2 separate regions of the Gasterosteus aculeatus genome follow, and region 2 is linked to region 1. A link is a contact called in public Hi-C data. All regions are on one chromosome and are shown on one strand. Each heading gives the region's core, a stretch centred on a gene start, on an enhancer-like site or on the middle of the called end of the contact. The rest is flanking DNA. Distances are from core to core; before and after follow the strand shown. Region 1 overlaps tars1 (threonyl-tRNA synthetase 1). Region 2 has its middle 11 kb from the start of LOC120830246.

Region 1 (6,816 bases), core at 2,460-4,959:
TGGTCGCCAGCCAATCGCAGGGCCACACAGAGAAACACAACCATTCACACTCCTACGGGCAATTTAGAGTCACCAATCAACCTCACAGAAATATAATCGATGATATTATTAGTGTTCACAATGTTGTTTGTATTAAAAAGCACATGAACGAGGGTCGAGGGTCACCTGACTCGTAATATTCAAACATGCCTAGAACACACGTCGCAACCGGACGTCCCGTCTGGCCTCCGGCGGCTCGTAGATAACGTTTAATAACTATGAAATAACTATTTTGTTAAAGAAAGAACACACACAAAAGGAAACAAGATATCAACAAGCCAAAGATCGCAATCTAGTTCCTCGTTATTAACATACGTACATAAAAGGGAAAAAACAACTTTTCTCTGAGCCAAGCTGACAAAACAGATCTCTGCTGTTACATAATCGCGTGCCTGGATCTCTAGTGTCCTTTCCCCTCTTTGTGCTTCCACAGAGCAGTCACAGGAGGACAAGGGGCGGCCCTATTGCTGCCGGCACTAAATACATTAAAAAGTCACAGTATATGTTATGTTGACCGTAGAATAGCGTGTTAAACTAATGTAAGAAAAGTCATAATATAGTTTTTCACATGTTGGTATGAGAAAGTCTTCTAAAAAGGCAGAAAGAACTCCTGTTGTTAAAAACAGTCATTAAAAATGACGATGTCGATTTTGCAGCTTTTCCCTGTAACAAAGCATGTAGGAGTCTAATTTTTTATCATAGGTACTCAACTGTGGGTGATGAATCCAGAAAATCACACTGTATGATTTTAAACAATTACGTTGCAGTTTATTGCATGACATAAGTATTTGATCACCTACCAACCTGTAAGAATTCCGTCTCTCACAGACCTGTTAGTTTGTCTTTAGGAAGCCCTCCTGTTCTCCACTCATCACCTTTGTTAACTGCACCGATTTGAACGTGTTACCTGTATAAAAGACACCTGTCAATCTCCCTCGGTGTGGGGCTCCATGCAAGATCTCACCTCGTGGGGCATCAATGATCCAGAGGAAGGTGAGGGATGGTCGTCAAATGGGAGCTGGGACCACAGTCTCAAAGAAAACCATCAGTAACACACTACGCCGTCATGGATTAAAATCCTGCAGCGCACACAAGGTCCCCCTGCTCAAGGCAGCGCATCTCCAGGCCCGTCTGAAGTTCGCCAATGGATGGATGGCATCTGGATGATCCAGAGGAGGTATGGGAGAAGGTCATGTGGTCTGATGAGAGGAAAGTAGAGCTTTTTGGTTTAACCTCCACTCGCCCTGTTTGGAGGAAGAAGGATGAATACAAGCCCAAGAACACCGTCCCAACCATGAAGCAAGGAGGTGGAAACATCATTCTTTGGGGATGCTTTTCTGCAGAGGGGACAGGCCGACTGCACCGTATTGAGGGGAGGATGGATGGGACTGTGTATCCTGAGATCTTGGCCAACAACCTCCGTCCCTCAGTAAGAGCGTTGAAGATGGGTCTTCCAGCATGACGACGACCCAAAACACACAGCCAGGGCAACTAAGAAGTGGCTCCGTAAGAAGCATCTCAAGGTCCTGGAGTGGCCGAGCCCGTCTCCAGACCCGAACCCAATAGAACATCTTTGGAGGGAGCTGAAAGTCCCGAAACCTGACGGATTTGGAGAAGGTCTGTATGGAGGAAGGGGCCCAAATCCCTGCTGCACTGTGTGCAAACCTGGTCAAGAACAACAGGAAACGTATAATGCCTGTAATTGCAAACAAAGGTTTCTGTACTAAATATTAAGTTTGTCTTTTCTGATGTATCAAATACTTATGTCATGCAATATATATTTTTTAAATCATATGTGACTTTCAGATTTGTTGTTTGATTCCCACTCACAGTTGAAGAGTACCTGTGATTAAAAATGACTCCTACATTGAAGTTTGTGTGTATAATTTATAAGCAATTGTCAACTCAAATAATAAAAGTTCTATTTAATTACAAATCCATAATCTGAAAATGTATAAATGTTCTCCCCTTATTAGAATTAAACTAGGGGTTGAGTTTAGGAATAAATGAGCTTTTGTCTTTTAGCTTTGAACTGAGTTCATGCAGGTGAACTGAAGGTGTCTTGAATTAAGACAGAATGAATGATTGTAGATTTATCTTTGTCACGTTACAATAAATCTCAATTATCAATCACCAATAATAACATCTGGACCGCTGCAGTGAAGTAAATGGTATGTTGACGTGTCAATCACAAGGTTCACGGTTTTATTACCGGAGGCGCTGCCTCCTGCTGGCGGTTAGAGAGATGACACTTTTTTACTTTTTAAAACGTTACCCCTCGCGCTCAGGAGCAGGTGTCAGCCAGTTTGAATCTATTCTCCTTCAATTAGTTAAAAAAACCTGCATCCACCCATCAGTCGAGGTACTTGAGAGCAAATCATATAACACACAAAGACTGAAGGGAGTGTGTCCTTATCGCAGTATGAGGACCGTTTCCACACGTGGGGGGAGAAGCGAGTGTTTGCTCAGTTCACTGAAGCGTCGTGACCCCTCATACTCGGGCGGCCTGGAAGTGCCCCGGGGGGTGGGGGGTGGGCATTGAGAGTCTTCGCTCCGCCTGTTCGCGCTCTCCTACTCCACTGACGTCTTTCGTTGACCTCTCGCTCAGATGTTTTCCTCTCCCACACCCACCCTGGAGCAGCTGTCCCACCTACTGGTCAGATTTCATATGAAGGTGTCCTTAGAAATGAAGTTCATCGCTTTCATTCTCCATGTTTCCTAAAGATTTAGCATTTACAATCGGCATGCTTGGTAAAAAGAGCATTTAACTTCAGGGAACATTACATCTAACCAGTCAATGGCTTTGAATAAGTCTCTCATCCGTGTGTCTCACTGTGGCCGACTATAAGAAACCAAAGCTGCACACAGATTTCATTTGGTGCTGAAAAGTTCCAATTGGCCAAAAATAACCAATGGCCTCTTAACGTGTTCTTAATGGCCTGCCACCTGCAGGAGCCAAGATCAATGTTTTCGTTGGCTTGTGGTCAGAAGTGGGAGCTCACAGCCTCTCAAAGTGCAATTACATATTTCAGTCCAGCTTTCATCCCTTAGTGCATTCAGACTCACAGTGTGTGAAACAAAATATGCTCATCATATACACTCAAGTTAGTCACAGGTTTTAGTATCTCTCACTTGTGCAAGGACGCGCACGCACACGCACACAGTACCCACTAGTGGCGTGAACGGTAACGGAGGTCAGGTGTGTGTCGAAATAAAAAGCCCCACACACACACGTATTAAGAATAGACCGTTTAATTATCAAAATTGTAACTCGTACAATTCCCTGAAGAAAGTGACTGATACAAACTGTTAAGACAGCGTAACAAAATCATTTCCCCCGTGTTTTAAATCATCTGTTCAAAGATTCAATTATCGTGGCTGCATTTGTGTGTAAGCAGAAGAATACGGACCAAAAACTCAGCAACTCGGAGAAGACGCCAGAAAAAAAGAAACAATTACCAAATGTAAAATAATGTCCATGTGGACAAAAAGAAGGGACGAGGCCACAATGTGAAAAGTAGTTGATCCCTCACCAGACACTGATTTTGTTCTAATAGTTACCACAGTGGTCGTAATGTTGAGAGAAGGACGAGCTGACAGCCCCCAGAGAGACAGAGAGAGATCAGAAGTCCTCCTCAGCATTGAGGCTCCTGCAGGTCTTGTGGTGCTGGAGACGCTCGACGCACTCCTCCACGGTGCGCTCGCCGTGGACTTTGTTGTCGCGGGTGCGTACGTTCACAGTGTTGCTGGTCTTCTCCTTCTCTCCAACCACTATATACCAGCAGAGAAACAAAAAGAAAAAACATGATCAGTATGGAGATGGACAGCGAGGCGGAGACACGACAGGAAGCGAAAGAAGAGAGGAAGAGAGATGGAGTAAGTAAGAGAAGGGAGGAAGTGGGAGAAGAGAGCGTGTCCACTGACCCAGGATGAAGTTGTACTGCGCCAACTGTGCATTTCTGATCTTCTTGTTCAGAGTGCAGCCGGGGTCCAGATCCACATCGCTCATGAAGCCCTTGTTGTGGAACTCCTGTTTGACCTGACACATCGAAACGGTTACGTTCATGCCTCCATTCTAGAAGTTCATGTCAATCTTTTTGCATTAATCCATTTGCAAAACGGTAAAGTACCTGCCAGGTAACATCATATGTAGTCAGTGTATGGGACAAAAAGTGTGTTTCAAATTTGTCGAGAAGGCTTTTATTCTGAAATATCTGCAGGCTAGTGTTGAATGCAGCTTTTACCGGCTTTTAACTGAGGACCGTTCATATTATAATTCCTTCCTGCCTCAAACAAATATAAATGACATTCATAATAAAGCAGTCGCAAAGGTTGTAAACCAACAGATTAGCCAAATGTTTTCCAAGCGGAAACAAACAGGAACCCAAATAAACAAAACGGTGTCTAGAAATACACCCGTAGCGGGATTAGCACGTGCATGCTCGTAGCTCCGCCCCTCAGAGCTCCTCCACCACTGGGCCGAGTGCTACGCTATCGAAAGACATCCAACTGATGAACTTCACATTTCATCGGAGGTGGAATCTAGTCTTAGATCAGCGGTTTACCTTCTGAGCGTATTCTTCACAGGTCGGCCCCACGGGAACAACCATCACCTGACGAGGAGAGAGCCACAGCGGCCTGCAACACAACACGTGGTGGCGCTTAGCGGGCCTGAGCAGCCATGTACAGCCACACGGGTTCAAACGCGTCTGATGTGCAGATCGTTAACAGTAAGCAGACCACAGCGTCCTGAGAGATTAGGTTTACGAACCATTTGCCTCCGTAGTTCTCTGTCAGAATGGCGATCATCCTCTCGACCGATCCCAGGATGGCTCTGTGGATGATCACCGGCCGCTTCTTGTCCTCCCCGTCTTGGCTACAAAAGTCATCACAATGAACATTTCCGTTTAGGAAATCCACAAAAGAAGAACTCTAAAACGGGATCATCAGAGATCGTCTGGGCAACATGTTGGTACTCTCTCTAGATTATGACAGAAACATCATATATAACTTGAACATAAATGCACATCATATTGTTCCATTCGAGCTTATCCTGTTCTTTGCTTTCACATCAACCCTTAATGTTCGGGAAAGTGCATTTGCAGCCTCAAAAATAATAATTTCCTTCTCTCTCAGCTTCCTCCATCATGTAAATACGACTCGATGTGCTTCAACGTTACGTGTCATCATTCACCCATTCATATGCTGATGGGAGGGGCCACCTGCCCATCAGCAACCAGCACTAATAGCATTCACACGCCGTGGTCACAGCTACGGGGGCATCACGTGGTCAAGTGTCTTGCCCAAGGACACTCCGGCGGAGCCGGGGGCCGAACCGCCGATCCCCTGATGAACGCGGCGGCAGAGTTACCTGACGAAGGAGAGGTTGAAGCGGATCGGGAGCTGGAAGTCCAGCTGGATGGTGGCACACTGGTGGTAGCGGCCGATGGCGTCCTTGATCTGGATGTCGATCTGGGGAGGAACGACAGAACTGTGAGCGGCGGCGGTGGCGCCATCGGGCCTTTTCATGGCTTCAAGCAACAGCGTCAGCGCGTCTCACCTTCGGCCCGTAGAACGCGCCGTCGCCGGGGTTCAGCACCCATTTCTCCCCGAAGTCATTCAAGCTGTTCTCCAGTTGCTGTGGGAAAAGGACGCAGGCAGTGAGTGGCGTGTTGCTCGCTGGGTGTCCACACCCGCGTGTGTGAGACACACGCCTTGTCCCGCCACCGCCGGGCTGGGGGATGTCGCCTCGGTGGGACTTCATGGTTGATTGAGGGAGTTAACGAGGAGTTCTCCTCACGTTGGCGACACTTCATTTCCAGTGTAAATAATCCTCCACTTATTCGTGTGCAAAGATTAATTAGAACAAGTCAGTGCTGAATTTGGTAAATGCTTTTCTTCTGAGAAATGTGGATCTCTCAAGCTGCCTACATATGAACACATGCAGGGAGTCGCAGCAGCAGCCGGTAGCTTCTGTGATCTGATCAGCAGACTGCAGAGTTTAATATTTAAAACGGTGGCCACTAGATGAATATTAATTAAAAGATGTGTTAAAAATAACTTCAGTGATGTTCCTGCAGCCAGCAGGCGAAAGGACACACTTCATCCAGCGAGGACTTTAAACCATCACATCACTGACGAAATGAAGAGGATCTCTGGAACGTTTGAAAAGCACCACTGAGTGGCCGAATCTGCATGATAGCTGGCGCACATCTGCATAATATCTGGCTCACATCTAAGAGAACTTAACAAAAGTGAGTACAAAATCATTTGCAAAAGAGATTTGAGGCACAAATTGCCTCAGAGGGTTTTACAGTGAGTAGAACATAAGACAGATCGCTTCCCTTCCCATCGTCGCTTTCTATTACTACACTGTGTTTTAGTTTTACTTGGCAGGTGTGAATTGTGATGTTTTAGTATTTAGTTTATCCTTACATATAGTTGCTTTACTACTTGAACATATGTGGTTATTTCCCTTATTTTAATCCATTTTCCATATAAACTTATTCCCTCTAGCCACAGGTAATGCTGATGAAATAAACGTGTATAACTTTGCAGCTGGATAATCTCCCTTTGAGTTGTCCCACGAGATGAGTTTAATCCACTACAGAAGACACTCGGCGATAAAGACACATTATCACTCAGTTTTACTCACTGGATCTTGGTGTCAGACAGTTTCAAGCCCAACCTGCTCCCTCAAATTTCCCTTTTCTGCCTGTGTCGTGGCGACAAAGTCTCCACCTTGATAACATCATAGCTTTTGGGGAAAAAAAGTGG
Region 2 (6,816 bases), core at 3,070-5,569, 76 kb before region 1:
AGCAATTTGGAGACCCCAGTTTTTCTTTGGGTTTGTTTGTTTGCGTTTTCTGTGAAAGAAGTTATGCATGTTTTTCAAATCTGAGCTCTAATTTTCACAAGATGTCAGATCCGTGTAGACTTTGGGTACGAAGTACTTATTGAATGTGGAGAGACAGGCAGGCAGTGAATGTTGGCAGCAGGTTTGTTTGCCGTACGCCTCAAACCGCTGGTCATAGATGGCAGGTGGGCTGTATCTAAACAAAGCAAACCCAAATCAGAGTAGTGGGCTCGAGTCACTCCTCAAAAATATTCCCTACATTTGAGTTGATAAACTAATTTTAAAATTTAGCAAGCTTTAACATTGGCAAAACCTTTAAATGATGGAGAAAATGCCGCCACGCCTTCCGACTGAAAAAATAGGCCAAACTAAAATGAAGAAAAGCGTGGTGGAACTAGCCACTTGCTGGCTTTTTGGCCAGTTTACTAATTCCACCACGCTTTCATGCAACATTGGTTTCACAACAGTGATGTCTTTTATCATGACAATAACAATGTATTTTCCTACTCTGTGACAGCAGTGCATTATGTGGGTAGATTTGTTTAGCAGCTGGCTAGTTGGCTAGCTGCACTGCTAATTGCAACACGCTGACAGCAGTCTGCTGGTGGGCTCAAATCACAGGTCAGAGACTACTGGAAAATGACCACACATAGTAAACTAAATATCTTTGGCTTATAGATTGTTTAAAGGCATCGTCTTAGAATCTGTGAAGCTGTTTACTCTATATTCAGATTGTCTTATAGACTAAACAGACTAAACAGTGGTTGTAGTATATCAGGTGCTACATGATTAAAGTCTATCTGTTTATAGTAAACTTAAACATGTTCAACCTTTTGTGAAATCTGTAACCTATGGGCAAGAGGAGGGCGTATGCCGTGTGGCAGTGGATTTAAACAGGTGCAGCTAGACATACCTGTATATTACTATTTAAGTATACTACTTACTAAGTGTGAAGGATAAACATTGTTGGATCCAGATATCTGTCATTTTGGTAGCAACTCTCACTCCGTCATTTGTTATATTTATTTCTTACCGTATACTTACCAGAATCGGGGGGACATCTGTGGGCCAGGGGATTCAGTTTTTGGTTTGTCATTCTGTTGGATCCAAAGTCTTAGGAGCACCTGGAGGGAATATCTTAAAATTTAGCCCAAAGTTTCACCTCGACTCGAGGATAGATTGATTTAAGTGGTTAAAGGTCAAAGGTCACAGTTACTCCACGACTGCCTGGTCGCTTCTTGTGAATCTGATTCCTCTCAACCTAATTTCTTCATATTTGGCACAAATGTCCACTTGGACTAAAGGTTGAACTGATTTGTTGGTCAAAGGTCACTGTGACCGTATAAACACATTACTTGGACACAACATCCTATTGTGTGGATAATTCCACACAATAGGATAGAAGGATATGGTGATGTTGGCAGAGGCACACATGTGGTGATTCTAGGTAAATACCCAAATCCTTTTCTATGAACGCCTTTAGTTGTAGGTTATGTATGAATTAGGTTTTTAAACTGATGCCGTTATCCATGCCATCACAAGGTTTCTTTTTGGTGTTTCCAAGCGTTTACAGCCAAACAATTAGTAATGTAAGTGAAAAGGGGAGGGAGGACCCCATTGTTTCAAGGTAACACAAGGTAACAGCTGAAAAGAGAACTTTTTAGGAGGGAAGCTGTGGTGGAAAAAAGTCCTCTCATCGAAATATAAAACAGGAATTCATGTAGAGTATCTGTCTTTCTGATCTCTATAACAATAAATAAGGTTCGAGCAAGAGACAGTGACCGAGATAAAGATACATTTCCCTCCTGGCAGGTGTCCTTAAACACACCCTGTTATGGCTGTAGATTCCTGACCTCACGTCCACAATGTTGCAATCTGCCTCATGAGTTCATAACTGAAGACTTACTTGCACAATTTTACGTCTGTAAAAGTCGGCCATGGACTGGAAGACTAGATTCCATAGGGAACAGAAAGAAATAAGCCTTAATCACGAGGCAATACGTTTATAATGTGCTTTGTTTCGTTCACAGCAGGAATATCACACCACCATCGTGGGGGCCGAGACAGACGTCAGAGCCATGGGAGACAAATGCAAAAGTTTTAACCTGGTAGCCTGAGGGCGAACATAAACAATTTTCTTTAAGTGCAGCTGAGTTGTTGTAAGGACTTACACTGACTGCAGGGAGAGTTTCTTTGGGGGGTGGAAGACAGGGAGGGAGAAGGGTCAGCGAGCTTTAATCCGCCGGCTGTCTACCATTACATATTAAATCTGTGGATGTGTGATAGGACCAGATTCTGTTTTGCTGTCAGATATGCATAGTCTGAGATGAGCAGTGTTTTTGTGACCATAGATATTAACGTGCATCATATGGTCGTGATGCATGCAGTACGTGCAAACAATAGAACTGCAAAGACAAGGCGATTAATCAATTTGCTACACAACTAAATCAACGCTTTTGATGATCGATTAAAGGGCTGCAGCTGATAGTTGTCAAGTAAATCAATGATTGCCCTGAGTCATTGCAGGACACCCTGTGGCCTGCAAATTGTGGCTGCAATTTAAAAAAAAAATCTTTAGACCAAACAATTGATAAATTAATCAACAAAACAATCAACAAATTAAAGGAGAGTACACATTGTTGGACGCAGCCCTCTACAGTTTTGTAGAGGGCTGCAAAGTGTAGATGATTGGTCAAAATGTCCTGTGGCCCTGCCGGCTCAAGGCTGATTTTTCACATTTCTAGTACCTGCCCATGGCCATTAAGAGGCGCCACCTCACTGGATGTTGACCCGGGCTGTGATCTAAAGCTTCACCACCTGATGAGACCAGGATTTAAAACAAGATGAACAAATCAAATCCTGCATTCATATTCAAACCTAAGCTACGCTTTAAATGGAAAATCAAATTCTAATAGTTTTACTTTGTACAGTTTCTGCACATCTAGTGCACGTTGGGGTGTTTTCCTTGGCAGTTTCATGCAAGTCTTTATCAGGCTCCCTGCTGGGCAGCCACCAGCAGAAAGTGTTAAAGCAGCTGTGGGACAAGAGGTCGTAAATCTTCCCCCGCTCACAATAATGTTTGCTTGCTGGCCGAGTGACGCCACTTCAAAGAGAAAAACCTGTCTTCAAATGAACTTGTTGCCTCCACTGATTCTGGTTTGGCTCGGCCAGCTGTTTCAACTGTGTGCGTGTGTGTGTGTGTGTGTGTGTGTGTGTGTGTGTTGAGACTGACAGCAGCGGGCCACCAACTAGGAGCATTGACTGACAGTTTGGATGAAGCTGTGTGTGTGTGTGTGTGTGTGTGTATCATTCAGTGTGTCGCTTTTAAAGGACCACACCAGTGGTTTTGCTGATTGTGATTAGCTGATTGTGCTCCATTTGCTTACAATCCTCATCTTTTATGTTTCTGATAACCTTTCAAGCTTGTGGGGTTTTCGATTTTTCAAATTTTGATGTATCCAGCAAACCAACATTTCCTTTCATGTCCTTTACGGTAGGAAAATCGGTGAGTTGGTTCATCCGTTTATTCAAACACTCTGGGAAAAAAGAAACATACCATCTTCAGACAGACGCCAAAAATGATAACGTGCAATATAACTTGTTGGTGACATTTTATAGAAGGACTACTCAATAAATTGCGATAACGAGCCGCAGACTTATAGATAAGAAAAATAATCTTTATGGGGAGAGTTTATCCTGAATCTTCTCAAGAAAATAATGTGGGAAACAAGCTTCTCAGAAGATCACAACTTTGCCAAAAGATACAGTTCCAGAATAAAAATGAATCCCTTTGGGTTTATCGAGCCGTGCAAGAATTTGGCACTTTCCCTTTTCAAAATGCTTGATGTTGTTGATTTTTTGGAATAGGACAGTCTGCATTCTTTTAAGAAACCAATACGTCTGTGAAATACGGAGAAAAGAGAGAAAAAAAAAACCCCAGACGTTAGAATGAAATAAAAGCCTCCGAAGTTTGTATTTATTAGCATTTATCTCTTTAGTTATCTGACTGTTACCCCATTAAGAGCAGCGTGACTCCGACCCCTCTCTTCACCTGGCTGTGTGCGAACTTTGACCTCTCTATTTTACCATTGGTCTTGCACCCCCCTCACCTTCTTTGTCTCACTCCTCCCATCTCTTGTGTTGGTTTGTCTTTTCCGTGTCAGAGACTAAGCAAACAGAGTCGTGTGTGTGTGTGTGTGTGTGTGTGTGTGTGTGTGTGTGTGTGTGAGCGGCCTCATAACTCCACGTTCCCGAGAGACCGGGGCGCTCTCAGACAAGCACAGCTGCGTCTTCATTTGTTGGCTATGTTTCAGCATTCTCCAGATATCTCCGAGAGGCTCCCTGGGCTTTTTCTGTGTGCCGGTTTGACCTCAAGCCTCGGGGAAAAGGCCGTGGAGGGAAAGCAAAAGGGGACACGTCTTTCAGGTGCATTCCCAAAGCCGATGGACACAGAAGAAAAAGCTTTAGATATACGGCCTAGGCTGGGGCGATGTGATCAACACATACAGATGCACAATAGGTTAGAAATGTGCTGAATGACATCACTCACAAATCATATGTTTATTATTGATTGATTTCCAGGACCTGAGTCACGTCTTTAAAATATATTAATTACCCAAAAGATTTCAGAGAGCGATAAATAATGGTGAGCTAAGAAAACCATCACAGTAACCCAAACAAAAAAGTAACAATTGCCTCATCATTTCGGCCGATATACTTCATAAAGAAAATGCTGCGTGAACGTAGAATTTTCTCCTGGCGAACAGAAGCATCAACCAATGACATTGTGGGAATGGATACATCCAACACGTACGCCATAGTGTTCCACTCTGTCCTAACCAAGAAGCAATCCTTTTAGACACTAACAAAACTGAGAAACAGATCCTCGCTGTTTTTACCTTCCACAATAAAAGCCCAGGGCCTATAGACGATTTTGCTCGGGTTGACAGAGCATTTTGCAAAAAAGAAAGTCAATCAAATAAGTTAGAATGGCTCAGGCTAGACAATTGATTATCGCCGACACTGCACTAGGATCTTGGTTGTTGGGCTGCTGAATGGTTTTAGTTTTCGTGACATGCTGCATATCTGTCACGCTCCAGCTGTCTAAAGGCCTCAAAGATGATCAAATTGTTTTCTGAATACTTTACACTGTTGGTTAGTTTTTCATCAAGATCTGCTCATAAAAGTATTTTGTGTAAGACAATATCAAATAATCACAGCGCCACAACATTATTCATTTCTATGAAAAGCTTTTGTTAAACTCCGAACACCCTGAATTTTGAGCTGAAGCCTACAAAGCGCTAAAATAAGTCTAGAAGCATTTTTCATTTAACCCTTAACCTGCCATGTGCTGCAAGTGAATGGTGGGTTTGTGGTTCAGAGTTCTGGTTTCTCAGAGCCGGCTATTGACCATCCCGTACACAGCGTAATATGACAACCCAACCGTCTAATTGGCTCAGAACGAACATCTGACAACCTTAAAAAGCTAAATAGGCTGGAATGTGAACAGATGAAGGCTGTGTTGCTTTCTTGTAGGAGCCCTTTTCAGTGCATAAAGTGATAAAGCAGCAATAAGAGGGAAGTTCAATGGACACTATATCAGATGGTAAAGCACTGATCAAACCGTCTCACACGTGCTCATGCGTTTAACAGATATTCGCTAGCAAGGACCAAGCACACCAACTGAACTGTTTGAAAATTTTATTTGCTAGACGTGAGCGGTAGGATTTGTAAGTTCTGATCAAACGCCGCGAATCAGGATGCTCCGGATGTCATCTTCCGTTGTAAATACTGAAAATTAGCTGGCATTCCGGTGCATCTAGCTCCAACTCCAAAGGCATAATTTAGTCAGGGGACGTAAATAGCACTTCATCTAAACATATCTTGATTTTACATCTGCAGCGCAGAGGATTGTGGGTCAAAATTACTGCGACGGTACGCTTTCCTTCAACAAAATATGACCTAATCCAGTAGGACATCTTGGTATTTTTGGGACGTACTACAGGTTTTTTCAATTGCTAACAGGCATTGTTCAATAACTGAAACCGCATTTTCAAAACTCTTCACAAATTCAGAGAGACACACAAGTGTATACGGAACTGTGAATCATTTTTCATTGCTTTCAGACAAAATGAGTTCAATCGCCACATTTTTCAAAATCCACAAACACTTTTGTCATTCTTACTCCACAAACTACAAAAAACTATATATTTGCAGGATATTTTTTATATGTTAACACACTGCTTTAAAAACTGATAAAAGCACATTCAAATCAGAATGATGACAAATTTCAAACTTTTCTGTAGCAATTATTTTGAAATATAGAAGTTTAAAGAATTATCAATCCAAGCTGATTGCATTTTCAGCTCAAAGCCAATCCGGGTGTCCTGCATTACTCTCAATACCATGTTTCAATAAAAGGCGATATCTTAGAACTGATTTTGTTTGGAAATGTTGATCACAGAAAGCAGGTCGGTGGGGAAAGAGGAGTGATATGAGGGAGAGCGTGTGGAGGACCAGGAGCGGTAATATCTGATGAAATAAACGTGTGAACATGGTTTTAAACGTGTGAACACACTTTGAGAGCGCCCGGTCTAAAGGTGCAGCCAAATCTGCACCACTCAACAGTTGCGTCAATAGAATAAATTCTCTGGCAAAACAACTGAATTTTCTAAATTTTGAAACCTATTAGAAAACAGTAATTGTTTTGTTTTAGTATCCAAAGGTTGCCTCAGAGGGGAGGGAGAGGCCGAATCTTTTCAGATGGGCAGGAAAACA

Evidence for each region. Hi-C and Micro-C count contacts between places; a contact is called where the count stands out from the background.
Region 2: a contact with region 1 is called in a Hi-C map of skeletal muscle, with 9 times the contacts expected there. The contact joins two enhancer-like sites. A contact is called at or near these places in 5 of 6 Hi-C or Micro-C datasets (liver, skeletal muscle, tail fin and 1 more).

Annotation. Positions count from the first base shown.
Region 1 is chr13:4,154,889-4,161,704 of fGasAcu3.hap1.1, reverse strand. It overlaps tars1 (threonyl-tRNA synthetase 1), which reads right to left. Exons shown (of 19, transcript XM_040195987.2): 14 at 5,600-5,677; 15 at 5,411-5,511; 16 at 4,811-4,915; 17 at 4,605-4,677; 18 at 3,964-4,078; 19 at 3,276-3,810. The coding sequence ends at 3,662. Among protein-coding and RNA genes, the nearest start is that of tars1, 15 kb to the right of the region's middle. Within about 2 kb of position 3,709, at least 1 of the 9 cell types and tissues checked has open chromatin away from gene starts, as enhancers often do.
Region 2 is chr13:4,231,149-4,237,964 of fGasAcu3.hap1.1, reverse strand. No RefSeq gene overlaps it. Among protein-coding and RNA genes, the nearest start is that of LOC120830246, 11 kb to the left of the region's middle. Within about 2 kb of position 4,319, at least 1 of the 9 cell types and tissues checked has open chromatin away from gene starts, as enhancers often do.